Regions from separate parts of the Macaca mulatta genome. Here region 2 is linked to region 1. A link is a contact called in public Hi-C data. All regions are on one chromosome and are shown on one strand. Each heading gives the region's core, a stretch centred on a gene start, on an enhancer-like site or on the middle of the called end of the contact. The rest is flanking DNA. Distances are from core to core; before and after follow the strand shown.

Region 1 (6,976 bases), core at 1,562-4,061:
TAATCCCTCATTCTTATCTGAGAAGGTTCCTATTGCTTGGTGTATTCATTTGTTTTCATACTGCTAAAAAGATACCACCTGAGACTGGGTAATTTATAAAGAAAGGAGGTTTGGGCCAGACACGGTGGCTCACGCCTGTAATCCCAGCACTTCTGGAGGCTGAGGTGGGTGGATCACCTGAGGTCAGGAGTTTGAGACCAGCCTGGCCAACGTGGTGAAACCCCGTCTCTACTAAAAATACAAAAATTAGCCAGGCATGGTGGCACGTGCCTGTAGTCCCAGCTATTTGGGAGGCTGAGACAGGAGAATCACTTGAACCTGGGAGGTGGAGGTTGCAGTGAGCCAAGATCGTGCCAATGCACTCTAGTCTGGGTAAGAGTGAGACTCCATCTCAAAAAAAGAAAAAAAAAAAGGAGGTTTGGCCTGATGTGGTGGCTCATGCCTGTAATCCCAGCACTTTGGGAGGCCAAGGTGGGTGGATCACCTGAGGTCAGGAGTTTGAGACCAGCCTGGGAAAAATGGTGAAACCTCACCTCTACTAAAAATACAAAAATTAGCGGGCATGGTGTGTGCACTCAGCTACTTAGGAGGCTGAGGCAGGAAAATCACTTGAACCTGGGAAACGGAGATTGCAGTGAGCTGAGATCACGCCCCTGCACTCTAGCCTGGACAACGGAGCAAGACTCCTTCTCAAAAAGAAAAAAAAAAAAAAGAAAGGTTTAATTGACTCACAGTTCTACATGGCTGGGGAGGCCTCAGGAGCTTATAATCATGACAGAAGGCAAAGGGGAAGCAAGGCATGTCTTAGATGGCAGCAGGAGACAGTGACAGCGAGAAAGTGCCACATTTTAACACCATCAGCTCTCCGGAGAACTCACTCACTATCATGAGAACAGCATGGGGGAAACTACTCCCATGATCCAGTCACCTCCCACCAGGTCCCTCCCTCAACATGTGGGGATTACAATTCAAGATGAGATTTGGGTGGGGACACAGAGCCAAATCATATCACTGGGGGAGTGGAGATGAGGGGAAGGAGTGGTATTCCAAAGCAGGAGGTATTGAGTACATTGTTTCATGAGTCTTGTATTATCCATTTTATTATTCCTTAGTGCATGGTAAAGCTTCCTTTGAAATGCAGGCTGAATTATCTGAGCCAGAGGACCCCAGGGGAGGTGAGACAGATACCCACACCTGGGCAGAGGATTACAGGGAAAATAGCAACCCCTCTTTCCCCTGGGCACATGTGGTAGAGGCTGTGGGAATCAGGGTATTGCAAGGGTGATGAGGGTAGAGTCAGGACTATAACTCCTCATTCTGGGTTCCCCGGAGCTTTGACTGCTGTGCTCCTGGCCTCAAGCAATCCTTCTGCCTCGGCTTGCTAAAGTGCTAGGATTACAGGCCTGAGCCACTGACTGCCCTCCTCCTAGGAGGCTGTTGACTGAGGAGGTCTGGATGTCAAAGCCTTTCACCACAGGATATAGCAAGATTACTGCAGAGTCAAGGCCCAAGGCCATCCTTCCCCATGCACAGCTCTTGCTAACTCCCCTGACTTCTCTGTGTGCAACTTGTAAGCAGCTCAGCCTGGAGTAGGAGTTGGGGTTCTGACTTTCTACAGCACCTGGGACAGGAAGGATCAGAGGAGCACAGAGTGCTGACTGCCTTGTAGGTGTCCCACATCATCCCATCTGACCGTTCAACAAGGGTGTCAGGCTGGCATTATTCACCCTATTCTATAAAGCTCAGAGAAGTGAAGGTCCTTGCATGTGACATTTACTATCATCATCACTAGTATGTCCCTACTCACATCACAGCAATTCTTTGCTCAAATCTCTAATTGCTAAGAGACTCGGAGTAAAACCCAAAGTCCTCACAATAGCAAGAGCCTGCAAAGCTCTGCCCCCTCGCCTCTCTTCTCTGACCTCCTCACTGCCCGTCTTACTCACTCTGCTCCAGCCACAGTGGCCTCCTTGCTGTTCCCTCCCGAACACGCCCGGCACAGTCCCACATTCCCGCCTTGCCCTGGCTTTCACGCTGTGGCTGTTTCGTCCTGGAAGAACACTCCTGCCTTCCTCATCGCCAAGTCTGGGTTCCAACCTCACCTCCTCCATGAGGCTTGCCCAGACAGCCTTTTATTTATTTATTTATTTTTTTGAGACGGAGTCTTGCTCTGTAGCCCGGGCTGGAGTGCAGTGGCCAGATCTCAGCTCACTGCAAGCTCCGCCTCCCGGGTTTACGCCATTCTCCTGCCTCAGCCTCCGGAGTAGCTGGGACTACAGGCGCCCGCCACCTCGCCCGGCTAGTTTTTTGTATTTTTAGTAGAGACGGGGTTTCACGGTGTTAGCCAGGATGGTCTCGATCTCCTGACCTCGTGATCCGCCCGTCTCGGCCTCCCAAAGTGCTGGGATTACAGGCTTGAGCCACCGCGCCCGGCCCAGACAGCCTTTTAAATTCTGCAAACTGCCTCCCACTCCCACCTGCCCCCTTACTTTTTGTGGCCTTGACCTTTCAACACACTACATGATTATTTGTCTGTCTTGCCTTCACCAGAATGTAAGCGCTCTACAAAGGCAGAGGGAAGACTGTCTTGCTCTCTGATGTATCCTCCAGCCCTTAGAACAGTCCGTGGTACTTAGTAGGCTTTCAGTACATCTGTGCCCGGCGATGGAAAGAATGAATGAATACTAAGACCGAAGATCGCGACCGTAAGCCTCTGGGCACTGGTGCCCCGGGGCCTGGCGGAACGCTCAGGGAACTACATTTCCCGTGAAGCTCTGGGCGCAGAGGGCCGCGCGGACTGCCGGGAAGGACATACGTGCTTAATCCCGGTGCAGGGGGCGAGCATGGCGGCTCCGCGAGGTGAGCCGTTGGCCGGGGTGTTGGCGAGTGTGTTGGTGGCGCGCGTCCTGGGGACGACTCCCGGCATGATCGGCCAGGTTGAGTCCGCTCCTGGCGCTCCGCGGAAAGATGGGTGGGTGCCGGGTAGAGGTGGGGCCACCTGCGATGGGGACTGACCTTCGAGGGGAGGGGGCCCTTCTAGACGTCGTGCCGTGGGATAGGCACCTCCTGCTCCCTCCCCGCCACCCCGCCTCAGATCAGCACAGGGTCCTTACTGCTGCCCATCTGACAGTTGGGAACATCGAGGCCTGCAGCTGAGGGGGGGTCTCATCCAACAGCCTACAAACCCCTTATTTACTCTGTCGCCAGTGAGCACCCCCGGCTCTTGCCTGGTTTCCTGGGACACTAGGGTGAGGCCTGAGGAGCGGAGTGGCAGCTGACCCTGTCTGTGCCCCTAGTATTCCCACTTTCCTGTGCGGTGCAGCAGTATGCCTGGGGGAAGATGGGTTACAACAGCGAAGTGGCGCGGCTGTTGGCCAGCAGTGACCCACTGGCCCAGATCGCAGAGGACAAGCCCTATGCAGAGGTGAGTCCCGGGCTGTATTTCAGCCTACTTTACCCGCAGGTCAGGAGAAGGGGCCTGAGGCAAGTCATAAGAATCAGCTGGGAAGGGTGAGGCAGCAAGGAGGGAGGAGGCCCACTTGGCTCTTCAGGCTAATGGACTAGATAGTGTTACCAAAAAGAAGAGTGTTACCAAAAAGAAGAGAGGTTTTGTCATAACAGGCTGGGATTTCCAGCACTCTCCTTCCCCCAACCACTCTTAGCACTTAGTGAATTTTAATTCAGCCCTCTTTGACAATTCAGTTTTTTTACTTTGACTGGTTTTTTTTTGCATTTTTATTAACCTAAAATATTTCTCCTGCCTATTTAATGAAGAAAAAGCCAAAGCATAGGAAGGCTTTCGCCTCTGCTTCTGAAACTGGAAGATGTATGTTAACCCTGAAAGAATCATTTAAGAGTTATAGTTTTTCTGCTACCTTGACAGTGCAGGTGTCATTCTCCTCTTTGGACAGACAGAGAAGCTACATCTAAAGAAGGGAAATAACTAGTCCAAGGCTCCACAGATGGCTAGAGGCAGAGTCTGGAAAAGGGCCTGGGTCTGCTGCCTCCCTGTATGTCCACGATGGCATGAACATTTGTATCCAGACCCGAGAGGCCTTTCCCAGGACTCAGTTGCCCTCTGGGGAGCACAGCATAACGGATTGGGACAGGCCAACTCCGGGTGCCAGGTTTCTCCCCCTTCCCCTCCCAAGTTTCCTGTCTTTCCAGTTGTGGATGGGGACTCACCCCCGAGGGGATGCCAAGATCTTTGACAACCGCATCTCACAGAAGACCCTAGGCCAGTGGATTGCTGAGAACCAGGACAGCTTGGGCTCAAAGGTCAAGGACACCTTTAATGGCAATCTGCCCTTCCTCTTCAAAGTGCTCTCAGTTGAAACACCCCTGTCCATCCAGGCACACCCTAACAAGGTAAAGGACAGAGTGCGGTGCAGAGGTCAGGGTACAGAAGGGCTTATGCTAACGCCCTCCCATTACTTTTACTGCCACTTTTACCTCACCCATGCCAGGCTCCTGCCCAAGGCCAAATCCAGGCTGACAACTCCCAATTTAGCTCTGCAAAGCCACATGCAGCAACTAAGTCTAAGCAAACAGCTGACCGGCCTGTGCCAGGGGAGTTTCTCTAAGCTCATTCCAAGGGGCTCGTTCCTGGTCTTCCCTCACCCAACCCAGATCTATTCATATCTGCCATTTACTAACCTGCTTTCAGGAAGAGTTCAACTTGCAGGGCAGGGCAGGGCAGGTACCCTCAGCTCCACCCCCTTGGAGTCTTCCTACACAAGCCTGAGTCCCATTCTAAGCAATTGTGGATCAAAACTCCTTCCTTCTTTTTTTCTCTGAGACGGAATCTTGCTCTGTCGCCCAGGCTGGAGTGCAGTGGCACGATCTCAGCTCACTGCAACCTCCTCCTCCCGGTTCAAGCAATTCTCCTCCCTCAGCCTCCCAAATAGCTGAGACTACAGGCACGTGCCACCACACCTGGCTAATTTTTGTATTTTTAGTAGAGATGGGGTTTCACCATGTTGGCCAGGCTGGTCTTGAACTCGTGCCCTTGTAATCTACCCACCTCAGCCTCCCAAAGTGCTGGGATTACAGGTGTGAGCCACTGTGCCCAGCCAAAACTCCTTATTTCTGGATATACCAAGTAAGACCCAGAGAAGGGAGGGATTTACCCAAAGCCACACAGCTTGTTAGTGTCAGAGCTTGGCCTGGTGTTTGGGTTTCCTGATTTACAGACCAAGCCTCTTGAAGTCTGCCCCAGCTTTTCCTTGGATTTGCCCCATTTCCCTTCCCTGGGTTGGCTGAACCCCAAGTTTCTGTATCATGCTTTGACTGGGCTCCTTGCCAGAGGTAGGCAGCCACTGCCATCCTGCGACTGGGGAGGGTGGACAGCAGGGGCTAGGTGGCACTGGTGTTCCTGCTAGGTAATGGCTGTACCCTCACCATCCTCCTCTTCCCCTGGCCACCCCACAGGAGCTGGCAGAGAAGCTGCACCTCCAGGCTCCACAGCACTATCCTGATGCCAACCACAAGCCAGAGATGGCCATTGCCCTCACCCCCTTCCAGGGCTTGTGTGGCTTCCGGCCAGTTGAGGAGATTGTAACCTTTCTGAAGAGTAAGTTGGGCAGAATGCTCAAGGCATGCGTATTGGGCCAGGGATATCTGGGAAAGCAAGATGATAGGAACAGTGGCTGAGAACAGGGGTCACATGTCACAGGCACTGAAGGGCCTCATGAAGCAGTTTTTGGAGCCAGTGGTCCAGGCCAGTGAGACCAGGCTCAGGTGTGGTTGCCAAGGGCTGGTGGTGAGTGATTGGTTTCTACTGCAAAGTTTACTTAGCATTGCTGGCTCTTTGGTTAGGGCTGGGATGGGACGGCGTCCTCCAACTCCCCACTTGTGTGGGTTCCATCTTACCATTCCTGATATGGGCCCTGGGCCTGGCCTTCCTGTAGAGGTGCCTGAGTTTCAGTTCCTGATTGGAGATGAGGCAGCAACACACCTGAAACAGACCATGAGCCATGACTCCCAGGCTGTGGCCTCTGCTCTGCAGAGCTGTTTCTCCCACCTGATGAAGAGTGAGAAGAAGGTGGTGGCGGAACAGCTCAACCTGTTGGTGAAGCGGATCTCCCAGCAAGGTGGGCATGGTTATATTACTGGTTGGGTGCAATGCTCTGGCCTGGGCTCCCCGGCAGACACCAGACTCTAGGGACAGTTCTCAACCCCCTTGCCCAAGTGGAACACTAAAAGGGGCCCAACTTAGATGACCTGTTGGCAACTTAGCATTGCTTTCCTAGTCTTTGTGGAGCAAAGCCCTTCTTAGTTGAGTGCTGCTTCCCAACTGGTCATCTTCTCCAGATGGTTGGAGGCAGACTGGCATACAAGACTCTTAGGATGCCTTCCACCTAGGCATTCTGAGATTTTCCCCAGCCCTGCAGCTGCCGTCTATGGATGGACTTGTATCTTGGGGCTAAAGAGGCAGGAAGGGGACAAGAGCATCCTCCGTCTCCTGGAAAGGCCTGATGCCTCCAGCACTCGGTCATTTGATCTTTCCTTTACCTGCTGTGTGCCCCATCTTGTGCTAAGAAGAGTTCAAGAAGTAACTGTGACAGGTGTGGTCGTGTCACCCCAAAGGTGGGGAGTCAACATAAGCAGTAAGAAACACGAAACATAACAGACTTGCAGCAATGAGCTTATGTGGTGCAGGCAATAAGTTCTCAAGATTCTTAGCCTGGCAGCCACAGCCCACACCAAGGCTGGAGTGCAGTGGTGTGATCTCGGCTCACTGCAACCTCCACCTCCCAGGTTCAAGCAGTTCCCTGACTCAGCCTCCTGAGTAGCTGGGATTACAGGTGTCCGCCACCACACCCGGCTAATTTTTGTATTTTTAGTAGAGACAGGGTTTCACCATCTTGGCCAGGCTGGGCTCAAACTCCTGACCTCATGATCCACCCGCCTCGGCCTCCCAAAGTGCTGGGATTACAGGCGTGAGCCACCGTGCCTGGTGCCACAGCCCCATCTC
Region 2 (7,362 bases), core at 2,222-4,721, 51 kb after region 1:
ACACTGCTTTTTGGCATTCAGTTAAGCACTCCATTTAAAAACAAAAAAGGCGGGCGGGCGCGGTGACTCAAGCCTGTAATCCCAGCACTTTGGGAGGCCGAGACGGGCGGATCACGAGGTCAGGAGATCGAGACCATCCTGGCTAACATGGTGAAACCCCGTCTCCACTAAAAAATACAAAAAACTAGCCGGGCGAGGTGGCGGGCGCCTGTAGTCCCAGCTACTCGGGAGGCTGAGGCAGGAGAATGGCGTAAACCCGGGAGGCAGAGCTTGCAGTGAGCTGAGATCTGGCCACTGCACTCCAGCCTGGGCGACGGAGCGAGACTCCGACTCAAATAAATAAATAAATAAATAAAAACAAAAAAGGCTAACATATATAGAAAAATAAAAGGGCTCATTAATCCTTCAGGTTTAAATTTAGTTAAATAGGATAGTTTTCCATTTAATACATAATCAACCCAGACAGGCCCAAAGAATGAACATTTTGGTGGTGGTAACTCTAGGAATGAGGGCACATTAACGAGTTATTGAGGCCAGCCACAGTGGCTCTCGCTTGTTATCCCAGCATTTTGGGAGGCTGAGGTGGAAGGATGACTTGAGCCCAGGAGGTCAAGGCTGCAGTGAGCTGTGCCAACTGCACTGTAGCCTGCATGACAGAGTGAGACCCCGTCTCAAAAAAAACAAAACAAAACAAAACAAAAAAGAGTAATCCCAGGACTTTGGGAAGCTGGAGGCACTCCTGAGCCCAGGAGTTCCCAGACCAGCCTGGGCAACATAGGGAGATACTGTTTCTATGACAAATATGAAAAATAAAACTGGTGGGGCACCCTTGTGGTCCCAGCAACTTGGGAGACAGAGGCAGGAGGATCAGTTAAGTCCCAGGAGGTCAAGGCTGCAGTGAGCTGTGATGGTGCCACTGCACTCCAGCCTAGGCAACACAGTGAAACTATCTCCAGAAAAAAAAAATTAATTAATTAAAAAAAATTTTTTTTTTGAGATGGCGTCTCACTCTGTTGCCCAGACTAGAGTGCAGTGGCACAATCTCAGCTCGCTGCAACCTCTGCCTCCCAGGTTCAAGCAATTCTCCTGCCTTAGCCTCCCAAGTAGCTGGGACCACAGGTGCATGCCACCGCATCTGGCTAATTTTTGGATTTTTAGTAGAGACTGGTTTCACCATGTTCAGGCTGGTCTCGAACTCCTGACCTCAGGTGATCCACCCACCACAATCTCCCAAAGTGCTGGGATTACAGGCATGAGCCACTGTGCCCGGATGAAAAATGTAAATTGTACTGTTACTTTAGCAAAACACAAAATCTGAACAAACATCAGGATGGCCCAAACATAACTATGAGAAACAAAAATGGTTCCACCATTAAAAAGGAGTCAGTTTCGGCCAGGCGTGGTGGCTCATGCCTGTAATCCCAGCACTTTGGGAGGTTGAGGCAGGTGGATCACCTGACGTCAGGAGTTCGAGACCAGCCTGACCAACACGGTGAAACCCTGTCTCTACTAAAAACACAAAAATTAGCCGGGCATGGTGGCAGGTGCCTGTAACCCCAGCTACTCTGGAGGCTGAGGCAGGAGAATCGCTTGAGCTGAGACCACGCCATTGCACTCCAGCTTGGGCAACAAGAACGAAACTCCGTCTCAAAAAAAAAAAAAAAACCAAACAAACAAACAAACAAGAATTCAGTTTCCCAAGATGGATTTTGGTTTCCTTTTCTACACAATAAAATGGTCTCCACGATCTCTAAAGCACACTCTAGGTTGGCTGCAGTGGCTCATGCCTATAACCCCAAACTTTGGGAGGCTGAGGTGGGAGGATCACCTGAGCCCAGGAGTTCAACATAGGGACACTCCGTCTCTACTTTAAAAATAAACAAAAATAAAGTACTCTCCAGCCTTACGATTCTATGACAAATGATAAAAGATAAAGTCTAAAATGAATGAAGCAAAACATATTATTTAGGTTCTGAAGTGTTAAAACACTTAGTCAAGGCAACAACCTTATTAGTTTTGAGTTTCTGAATTCTTTTTTTTCTTTTTGGAGATGGAGTCTCGCTCTGTCGCCCAGGCTGGAGTGCAATGGCGCGATCTCGGCTCACTGCCACCTCTGCCTCTCAGGTTCAAGCGATTCTTGTGCCTCAGCCTCCCGAGTAGCTGGGATTACAGGGGCATACCACCACACCCAGCTAAATTTTTTTTGTATTTTTAGTAGAGACAGGGTTTCTCCATGTTGGCCAGGCTGGTCTTGAACTCCTGACCTCAGATGATCCGCCCACCTCGACCTCCCAAAGTGCTGGGATTACAGGCATGAGCCACTGCGCCCGGCCGAGTTCTTTTTTTAATTAACTTCAGCATACCCTGAAATGAATTTCTGAGTTCTTATGTTTAAATATGCATGCACAGTTTCCAGTGATGCGGGTTCAAAAATAAAATATAACATGGATGCATCGGAGCTAAATTTCAAAATGTAGCTTATATAATCATCACGGACCAAGAGCGAAGTGCAATTACTGTAATTATTCTACAGTGGTGGACTCAAAATCTCCCAGTACACATATAAGGGGAAAGAAAGTAAGAATCAGCAGCACGTCTCATACTCCAGCAATCAGCCTTCTATTCCAAAGGGGAAAAAACAAGAAGCGTTCCTATGCTTGCAAAACCCAGTATTCCCGAGTCTGTGACAATTTTCAAAAGAGTGATATTTTTATCATAAGCCCTATCAAAACTTCCGGAGATCAGGAAACAACCACACACGTCGATCTATTTTAAACGTGGAAGAATGAGAACGTGGCACAGCAGTCCCTAAAAATGACAGAAAAGGCTGTGAAGGTGACACACTAAACGCTAACCGAGAAATGTCTGATTAGAAAGTATAATCCTGTGTTCCACACGGAAGCATATTGTATTCTCGGACCCTGAGCGGCGCGCCCGAAGGCTCAATGTCACCTTCGCCGAGGCGCTGCAGGCCGGCGGCGGCCACTCTCGGTCATGCGGCCGCAGGGTCGGCGCCGGGGCAGGGTCATGGCCCGGGAACCGAAGGGGAGCGCTGCGTCCCCTCCTCGGCGCTCACAGCAGGTCCACATCTGACCTGTCCGCGGTGGCAGAGCCAGGAAGTTGCCCGGAGGGAGGCCCCGGGGTACCGCTCTCAGGTCCTCCACTACTCGAAGAGGCGGCCAGGGCGGCCCGCGGTCACAGGGTTCAGTAACCATTGTAGGCAAGGGCTAGGCCGGGGACAGCCCGCCCCGGAGTGGCGGCGGGGGCCCAGGTCACCGCAAGGACACGAAGGCGCGGGCAGTGGCAAGCAGGGACCTTACCCGCGGCGGGGCCGGGGGTCCGGGCGGAGTGCAGCAGGCCTCGAGGGCCGGCCCAGGTGGTGGCGGCCACAGCGCAGCGGCGGAGAGCAGCGCCCAGCATGACGGCGATGGCGGCGCGCAGGCTAAGGGTAGAGAGAAGCCGGTGTGAGCTCGCCGGTTACTCCGGAGCTAGCGGGGGCCGGACAGGCGCACGGCGGGCGGAGCACGTAGGCCCGCCCACTGCGACTCTGGCGCGTGGGTGAGAAGGGCCACCGTGCGGCCGCCGGCGGGCTACGGCGGCGCGCCGAGGACAAACTGTTAGCCTGGCGTCCCGCCTTGTCTCTTGTCAGGTGACCTGCAGCCGCCATCCTGGAAGTAAGAATGGAGGCGAGGGAGGAGCAACCGACCGTGCACTTTTTCGAGTCAGGCCCAGGAGGGCACTTAATCACCTCAAAATAGGAATGACAGCAATAACAACAAACTATAATAAAAAAACCTACTTTGCGGCCGGGCGCGGTGGCTCACGCCTGTAATCCCAGCACTTTGGGAGGCCGAGGCGGGCGGATCACCTGTAGTAGGGAGTTCAAGACCAGCCTGGCCAACATGGAGGAACCCCGTCTCTACTAAAAATACAAAATTAGCCAGGCGTGGTGGCGCAACTCATGCCTGTAATCCCAGCTACTCGGGAGGCTGAGTCAGGAGAATCGCTTAAAGCCAGGAAGCGGACGTTGCGGTGAGCCAAGATGGTGCCATTGCACTCCAGCCTGGGCAACAAGAACGAAACTCCATCCCAAAAAACCAAACGAAACAAAAACCTACTTTGCTTAGCCCCGCCTTCTCGTTGTGGCATAAAATAAAACAACAAATTGGGGGAAAATGCTGCTGGACGCGGTTGCTCACTCCTGTAATCCTAGCACTTTGGGAGCCCAAGGCGGGCGGATCACCTGAGGTCGGGAGTTCGAGACCAGTCTGACCAACTGGAGAAACCCCCGTCTCTACTAAAAATGCAAAATTAGCCCGGCGTGGTGGCGCATGCCTATAATCCCAGCTATTTGGGAGGCTGAGGCAGGAGAATTCCTGGAACCCAGGAGGTGGAGGTTGCAGTGAGTTGAGATTGCACCATTGCACTCCAGCGTGGGCAACAAGATCGAAACTCCATTTCAAAAAAAAAAAAAAACAAAACCTATATGTAAGGGACTTTATTAGTACATATATATGTACTAATATATATTAGTATTATATATTAGTGGCGCGGCGTGATCTCCGCTTACTGCAAGCTCTGCCACCTCCCGGGTTCACGCCATTCTCCTGCCTCAGCCTCCCTAGAAGCTGGGACTACAGGCACCCGCCACCACGCCCGGCTAATTTTTTTGTATTTTTAGTAGAGTCGGGGTTTCACCGTGTTCGCCAGGATGGTCTCGATCTGACCTCGTGATCCACCCGCCTCGGCCTCCCAAAGTGCTGGGATTACAGGTGTGAGCCACCGCGCCCGGCATGTCCATATTCTTATATCACAAACCAGCTTACATAAAAAATGAGTTCAACTACTTCATTTCACAGATTAGGAAAGAGACTCAGAAATTAGGTTGCTGCTGGCAGTCAAGGATATTGTCGCCACATTCTTAGTTCTGAGGACTCTCACCTGAATGTTTCTGCCCCATCTCCTACAGGAGGGCTCCTGAATCAACGATGGCTCTGAAATAGGGTCGATCAAGGTCCAAGGTTGTTGCATCTGATCTCACTAGCTACATCCTAACTTTGAGCCCATGGGCAGTCGAGGACACTTCTCCCAGGCCTGAAGTATCTGGATGCTGCCCAGAGTTAATGAGACATTCTGTTCTGTCTTGCTGTCTCCCATTCTCTATCCCTGGGCACACTGAGGAAAGAAAAGATGGACATTCACATGCCACTTCCTCACTTCAGGCCGACTCTCCAGGGCTTCAGCATCTGCCCTTCTCTTTTTCCTTCCTAGCAGTGTGGCTTCAGTGGGTAGGAAGCTAGCTGGGAAAGGATTTTAAAAATGTTTTCAAAGCACCTGCCCTCACCTTTTCCCACCAACCTAGTGTTGAGGCTTAGAAAACAATGCCACAAAGTGAAGGCCTAGGAAGCAGTTTCTCTCTGACCTTCTGCCCTCTTGTCTCTTGCCCCTTACTCTCCCTCCAGGCATGCCACAGAAACTAGAATCTCTCCTCCCCAAGAGAGGGTCATAGGAAGTAGAACCCCTTTGCCCCAAAACCAGCCATAAAGCCTACAAATATTGCTATAACCTCTTTGCTTTTCTGTGTAACAGTTGGCCATAAAGGAATTAAGGCCGAGCACAGTGGCTCATGCCTGTAATCCTAGCACTTTGAGCGGCAGAGGCCCGGAGATCACTTGAGGTCAGGAGTTCGAGACCAGCCTGGCCAACATGGTGAAACCCCATCTCTACTAAAATTACTAACATTAGCCAGAAATCCCTTGAACCCAGGAGGTGGAGGTTGCAGTGAGGCAAGATTGCACCACTGCACTCCAGCCTGGGTGACAGAGTTAGACTCCGTCTCAAAAAAAAAAAAAAAAGAGAAAAGGAAACATGGCCAGGTGTGGTGGCTCATGCCTGTAATCCAAACACTTTGGGAGGCCAAGGCAGGAAGATCACCTGAGGTCAGGATTTTGAGACCATCCTGGCCAACATGGTGAAACCTCATCGGTACGAAAAATACAAAAATTAGCTGGGTGTGGTGGCACACACCTGTAATCCCAGCTACTCTGAAGGCTGAGGCAGGAGAATCACTTGGACCCAGGAGGTGGAGGTTGCAGTCAGCCAAGATCGCACCACTGCACTCCAGCCTGGGTGACAGAGTGCGACTCCATCTCAAAAAAAAAAGAAAAGAAAAAAAGAAATTAAAGCTGGGCGCGGTGGCTCACGCCTATTATCCCAGCACTTTGGGAGGCCAAGGCAGGTGGATCACCTAAGGTCTGGAGTTTGAGACCAGCCTGAGCAACATGGAGAAACCCCGTCTCTACTGAAAATACAAAATCAGCCGGGCGTGGTGGTACATGCCTGTAATCTGAGCTACTTGGGAAGCTGAGGCAGTAGAATCGCTTGAACCTGGGAGGCAGAGGTTGCAGTGAGCCGAGATTGCGCCACTGCACTCCAGCTTGGGCAACAAGAGCAAAACTCTGTCTCCAAAAAAAAAAAAAAAAAAAGAAAAGAAAAGAAATTAAGACACTCATTCCAGAGGGATCATACCCCACAGTAGGGAGGACAGGGAGGAAGAAATGATACAAAAGAGAGGCCAGAAGGATTTGAACAGACAGGCTTTGCTGGGTTTTCCCACTCAATCCATTTCCATTAGCTTGGACCCTTTTTGTCCAATCACAAATCTACGTATGTTTTATTGAACCTAAGCATAAAAATGGACGATTTTCCTTCTATCTATGGGTCTTTAATCTGAAGCCTCCCATGTCACATAAAACTATGATCAATAAACTTGTTATGGTTTTTTTCTTGTTAACCTATCTTTCGTTATGGGAGTGTCAGCCATGACCCTTATGATGGGGAGGAAAAGGATTACCTCTTTCTGCCCCTATACTGGCCAAAGGCAACGGGGAAAGCTTTGACCTCCCTGCAGTTCAGTTAATGTTCATCAAATCTCCAAGTGCTAGAAGCTTAGGATGAGGTCAGGGTAAGAAAGTAAGAAAAGTAAGAAAAGCAAGTAAGAAAGCACTGGGGTATATTGCATTCGAATCCCAACTGGTCTCCCTGCTGTCAGAGTCCCTCCACTTTGCCTACAGTCACTTAGATTGGCTACTGGTGTATTTTTTTGCTTTTTAAAATACAATTATGACTATAATTTACAATGTGCCACTACCTGCCACAAACTATTATCCCATTTATGCCTCATAACAACTTTGTGAGATAAGTTTTTATCCCTAATTTATTTTTAAAATTTATTTCATTTTATTATTATTTTTTGAGGTGGAGTCTATCACTCAGGCTGGAGTGCAGTGGTGTGATTTTGGCTTACTGCAACCTCTGCCTGCCAGGTTCTAGTTATTCTCCTGCGTCAGCCTCCCAAGTAGC

What was found. A called contact is a pair of places that touch in the nucleus more often than the background predicts.
Region 2: a contact with region 1 is called in a Hi-C map of fetal cortex germinal zone, with 1.5 times the contacts expected there. The contact joins the promoter of COX5A here to the promoter of MPI in region 1. A contact is called at or near these places in 2 of 14 Hi-C or Micro-C datasets (blood and fetal cortex germinal zone).

What each region holds. Positions count from the first base shown.
Region 1 is chr7:52,837,745-52,844,720 of T2T-MMU8v2.0, forward strand. It overlaps MPI (mannose phosphate isomerase), which reads left to right and starts at 2,812. Exons shown (of 7, transcript XM_077939943.1): 1 at 2,812-2,859; 2 at 3,297-3,424; 3 at 4,168-4,368; 4 at 5,431-5,572; 5 at 5,910-6,092. The coding sequence starts at 2,844. It also overlaps a transcript of FAM219B not described here.
Region 2 is chr7:52,888,001-52,895,362 of T2T-MMU8v2.0, forward strand. COX5A (cytochrome c oxidase subunit 5A) reads right to left here and starts at 3,472. Exons shown (of 5, transcript NM_001040279.1): 1 at 3,321-3,472. The coding sequence starts at 3,420.